Linked DNA regions of Triticum aestivum: region 1 is linked to region 2. Evidence: chromatin contacts called from public HiCAR-type data. All regions are on one chromosome and are shown on one strand. Each heading gives the region's core, a stretch centred on a gene start, on an enhancer-like site or on the middle of the called end of the contact. The rest is flanking DNA. Distances are from core to core; before and after follow the strand shown.

What was found. HiCAR-type assays count read pairs that join an accessible place to other places.
Region 1: a contact with region 2 is called in a HiCAR-type map of leaf, with 9 times the contacts expected there. The contact joins two enhancer-like sites. A contact is called at or near these places in 3 of 5 Hi-C or Micro-C datasets (leaf and an unstated tissue) and 1 of 1 datasets of contacts at active chromatin or transcription factors (leaf).

Annotation. Positions count from the first base shown.
Region 1 is chr6B:304,491,364-304,494,063 of IWGSC CS RefSeq v2.1, reverse strand. No RefSeq gene overlaps it. Among protein-coding and RNA genes, the nearest start is that of LOC123137021, 46 kb to the right of the region's middle. Within about 2 kb of position 1,308, at least 4 of the 8 cell types and tissues checked have an H3K27ac peak or open chromatin away from gene starts, as enhancers often do.
Region 2 is chr6B:304,428,371-304,431,070 of IWGSC CS RefSeq v2.1, reverse strand. It overlaps the pseudogene LOC123137020. Among protein-coding and RNA genes, the nearest start is that of LOC123137021, 17 kb to the left of the region's middle. Within about 2 kb of position 1,395, at least 1 of the 8 cell types and tissues checked has an H3K27ac peak or open chromatin away from gene starts, as enhancers often do.

The sequences.
Region 1 (2,700 bases), core at 59-2,558, 63 kb before region 2:
AATTTCCTTTCTTTCTTTGCCAAAATATAAAACCATGTGCATCTTATTAGTAGCAAATACTACTATTTTTTAAACTCATAAAAGATGTTCAAACTATTCCAAAAAAATGTTTGATGATTCAAAAAATTCTTTCAAAAGATGTTTGCGAAGTGAAAGATTGTTCATAAATTTGAAAAATGGTCGAGGATCTTAAAAGTATTCACAAAATCAAAAATTGTTTGTGAATTTTTAAAATATTCATGAGTTCAAAAAGTTTTTTTGAAAAATGTTTGCGAATTCAAAAACAGTATGTGAATTTTCAAAATTGTTCTTGGGTTTAAAAATGTTCACTAATTCAAAGACGCTGGAGAAAGACACGACCAAAGCCTGTACATTAGCTGGCCCATACTGTGTGCGCTTTTCCATGTTATTCACCACGGTACGCGGGAAATAGGAACTGCCACCCATTCTGCCCTGCATGGCTCCGAACTTTAGATTTAAATTTTGTAATTTTGCGGTGAAAATAGCTGCTGTTTTGCCTTAGAAATGAGTCCCACACACACATTTGTATGTCCAATACAACAAAATTTGCTCTCAAACCCAAAATTATTTTGTAAATTTTTTAATTTATCTGTAGAATATCTACGGACTCCCACACGCACATGTTTATGATCTTGATATTTGATGGACCTGATTCTGGGAAGGGTTATCCCCGGGGACCCATTCATTTGCTTCTAGAAATCTTTCTTGGGCATCGGTGTGACTTGTGACAGAGCGCCACATCGAACGCCCAAATATCACAAAACCTGCAACAAATCTTTCTTGGGCATCGCTATGACTTGTGACAGAGCGCACGAGCAACTAACAGTGTCACCGGAACAAGACGCTCCAGCGCGGCCACGCCGCACGGGGGACGGGGCCGTACAAAAGATCAGTACGACCCACCGGGCTAGCCTAGCCTAGCCTTGCCGGAGAAGTTTACACAACTGTAAGGCCACCTCATATGACAACATTACCGAAAAATGTGTGTGCAACCTTGAACAGTCGTTCCATGGAAGGATGTCGACCGTTGCGAGGACAACGTTACCCATAAATGTGTCTGTACGCTTGAACAGGTGCAAGTCTTTGCATGGAAGAATATCGATCGACCGGGTGATCTCGTCTGAGAGCATACCAACACCAGCATTCCTTGCTTAATTGTGCACCCCCGTACCCGTGAATGTGTTGGCCAGTTCTCGTCAAGTGGATCGGTAATGGCGTCCAGAAGGAGGGGAGGCGTGATTGTGGACCTAGGCGGCTCTACCTACAGGTTGTAACAGGACAGGTATTCGTTGCGCTTGCAGTATTGTATGCCAAGGCACGGGTCAAGCTTTTTCACGATACGCCGCATTCAGAGGGTGCTTGGATACGTTTTAGTCTCATGACTAAAAGTAGTGGGACTAAAACTTGTTAGCCTCATCCATGCTTGGATTAAATACTAAAGAGACTAAAATCAAGTTAATGAACATTTATTATCCTTCGAACCCTTCAATCCAGAACTCGTCTATGTTAAAAAAGAGAAGTTAAATAAGGAGAGAGAGGACTAATCCACATTTTAGTAGGAGTACCCCTAACTAAAATTTTTTAGTCTCAAGACTAGTTTTAGCCCCATTTTAGTCAGGGGTATTTGAAACTTTAACCTCTTAAAAAGATTATTTTTAATCAGACTAAAATAAGTCTCTTGGATTCAAACACCTTCTCAGAGACAATTCGTGTTGTCACATGTCATGGAAAAACGGGACCAAAAACAAAAATCACACGGTCGCATGTGCGTGCCAAGGCAGTGACAGTCACAGTCTTGGCGCACCTTCCTAGTACGTTAGCTGAGATGCTCTCGCGCGCGAGGGAACATGGACGTAATTAACACTGATGTGATGTGATTTGCCAAGATGGTCCATTGCACCCAACCGGAACGGGGTAACCACCACAAGCCCATTAATTCGCCCTAAGTGTTACGCACCTTGCTCTTGCAAAATATATTGTCCGCTAATCTTCTTCGTTTAATCAAGCATCTCACACACAGGACCCTATATAAGGAACGAACAACAAACATGTCTCAAAAATTTACAAACAAGACCCTGAACAGGAAAAAAATAGCGATCACCTCCAAAGTTGCATCCCCGTGGCTCCAACCTCGCCGGCATCGGTAATAAGACCAGTTGGTCTGCCGAAACTTTTACATCAGGTCATCGTAGACACCACCTTGAAACATCAATGCATCCCAAATGACATCATGGCTAGGACGAATGAAATTCGCCGCCCTTCGTCCCGAGGATGCGACGGATCGTCAGAGACAGCTGGTCAGCCGACATGGGCTCCGTGGCTCCTTCAAATCCATTGACGATGATGTGTATGATCCCCATCGTATGCCTCCAATAGCAGTGGCAGAGCCAGGAATTAAATATCAGGGGGGCCAAATGACACAAACTTTTCATCTCAGGGGACAAACTGCGGTAATGCATGTATTGTTTTCTAAATTTGGCACTGTTCATCTCTAAATTAGGATCAAATCAATGATGTTAGGGGGGCAATGCCCCTGCTGGTGTCTCCGCCACTGTATAATAGGACGCTAGGGGCTCATCCCCAAATTCAGGGATGACTCCGCCTGTGCCGGAAGCTTGGGTCTGGTGAGGTCAAGCACCAAGAGGCCAGGTCAAGGTGAACCTTCCAACACCTCTCCTT
Region 2 (2,700 bases), core at 146-2,645:
ACCTGACCACGAGGGTCTGTTTCCTGCGAGCAAACGAAGTACAAGCAAGAAACTGAGATTGCAATCTGGATATTGCGAATATAAGATGAAAGCTTTATTGATCAAGGTGGGGTTCTGTGACGCCTTTGTCTGGTCATTGAACACAAACGAAGTACGCGAAGTTGCAGCTATGGCGAACTTTAATCTAAACAAAACCCAAAGTCTAAACGGTGCCCTAAGGGCTGTATATATGGAGGAAGAGAGGGGGAATTTCGTGGCCCTTGGTGGAGGGGTCCGAAATCAACCCTATCTCTTGTTTCCCCACACATACAGACTCTAAAAATAGCCTATACTAATGTATTTCGAAATTACATGGGCCTGGCCCAATAAAAAGGTGACGCAGCACCTATAATAGCCTCTGGACGAAATTTATGAAGTGGCATCTTGTATATTTCGTCCAAGGCTTCATGCACTCGTTATGGTGGCTTCAAAGACCTGAAATCATCACTCGTAACTCCGTTCTTGTTCCCCTCGCGCATGCCATCATCTCCATGCTTTCTCTTGCTCCAATGTTCATCCTTCTCCAAGCTAGGCCCTTCATTGGTAAGCAAAACAAATGTATCCAATTTAGGCAGCATCATATTCTCATGAACATTAGAATCATTACCAAGAAACGTAAGTACCTGGTAATTTAGTTGACGTGCGCGAGCTCTAGTAATTGGTCCAGTATGTATAGCAGCAGGGGCTGTGGCTGTAACAATGGTATTGATGTCCTCATCAACAAGCATGGAAGAACAGGGAGGTTACGCCGTGAGGACACGCCGGTTCTCAGAGGGGGGCAATGTCAGGTATCAGCCACTTACGATCAAGTTCAGTTAACTGTAGCCATCCGGCAAGTAACGCTTCAAGCCAATCGGACGGCCATCATCACTCAGCAAGGATAGGCTTTACCAGGACCGTCCGATCGTCTTTACAGCTGTACCGTTTCTTTTCGTTGTCGCTGCAGTAGCTGTCCCCTTAGCCTATAAAGAAGATCAAGTTCAGTTAACTGTAGCCATCCGGCAAGTAACACTTCGAGCCAATCGGATGGCCATCATCACTCAGTAAGGATAGGCTTTACAAGGACCGTCCGATCGTCTTTACAGCTGTACCGTTTCTTTCCGTTGTCGCTGCAGTAGCTGTCCCCTTAGCCTATAAAGAAACCTGGCTGTGGCTGAGAGAGGGTATCGTTTATTCTGTAAATTCTTGCCTTCGAGCAGAAGTAATACTCCATAAACATATATCTTTTAGTAGAAATATAAACTTCTGGATCTACGATCCCCTTTTTGCCCCAAATCGCTCTAGATATTCGCTTGCATCTCAATTGGGGCCTGACAAACCAACCCGTACGCAGATACTCCCTCCGTTCCAAAATAGCAAAGGATCACTCGGCTGGACCAGCGGCATCGATACGCCCATTTGGCTCAACATCGCCAAGCGCATCCAGTTGAACACCACCACTAAAATCCCCAAATCATGCATCAAATATTCTTCTGGCGTTACACTGTAATATATATAATTGATGCATAATCTCAAGAGGATTGCAAAAATGCATACAAGACAGACATGAATACTCAAGAATTCATATCATTAGTTGTGAGTTTTGCATGGCAAAATGTAGCATATACAACTTAGGTCACAGCCCATCACATGCAGCACGAGTTGCAAACTTATTGCAAGTCTGGACCACCAACAAATAGAACAAGGGGGGAGAACTACAAGTCAATACTTTTTATGTCCACACATGTTTCACCGTTGGTGACAGCAGATGGTTAACCCTGGCTACGCGGCATTACATTACATTTCAAGACAAGCAAATTTCTTGCGTCCACCGTAAGCACATATTTCCTGTGACCAAGTGAAATTAGAATCAGCCTTGCTATCTTCTGCTTTGTCCTCCAACTGCTGGTGTTTTGGCTACACATGCAGCTACAATCATATCTTGGGACCCAAAAACTTTGGTGCGATTAGAATTTGTGTTTCACATTTACTAAAGAATCACAAGGAAATAGTCTGCTATGCTTGGAGTTGATCTCGTGGGTGCCAACCGCCTCTTTCGACCCCCAATCACGGAATTGACGACCATTTTCCTGGTTGCATGTGCAAGGCCCAAGCTTTCACGTTGAACAAACCAAAAACAGTGAATCTTCTCTAGCACATTCCCTATGCACAATACATGTACAAGCTATTTCCAGCAGCACACGCAATGGAATTCTCAGTTGGGTGCCACGCAAGATGGAGTAACTTTGTTGAGAAGTCATTAGAATTCCCATTGCCATCGGCTCCTGCATTTTCACCCCCTGTGCAACATTTGCACAAGGAGAAGTAGGTCAATCTACTCTACCTATGTGACAGAAATAATCACATCTATGATACAAGAGACACTTACCTCTCCTCACAGCACGAGTCAAAGAGGTCAGCGTTCTTGTAGGCCTTGTTGGATTAGCAACCTGACGCCTATACGGTTTTCAATCCCAACAAACCAAGAAATAATTAGCCAGGTTTAGAAAACATAATTTATGTTAGGAGTGTGGGTCGGTCAACATTCTTGTGTCTATACCTACTACTAATTGGTCACTGTTCACCTATGTCGAGTATTTGGTAATCCCACCAACTTGGCATACGAATCATAAATTAAACATATAGAAGAAATCTAGGTAGCTCCAGAATAGCAGGAGAATA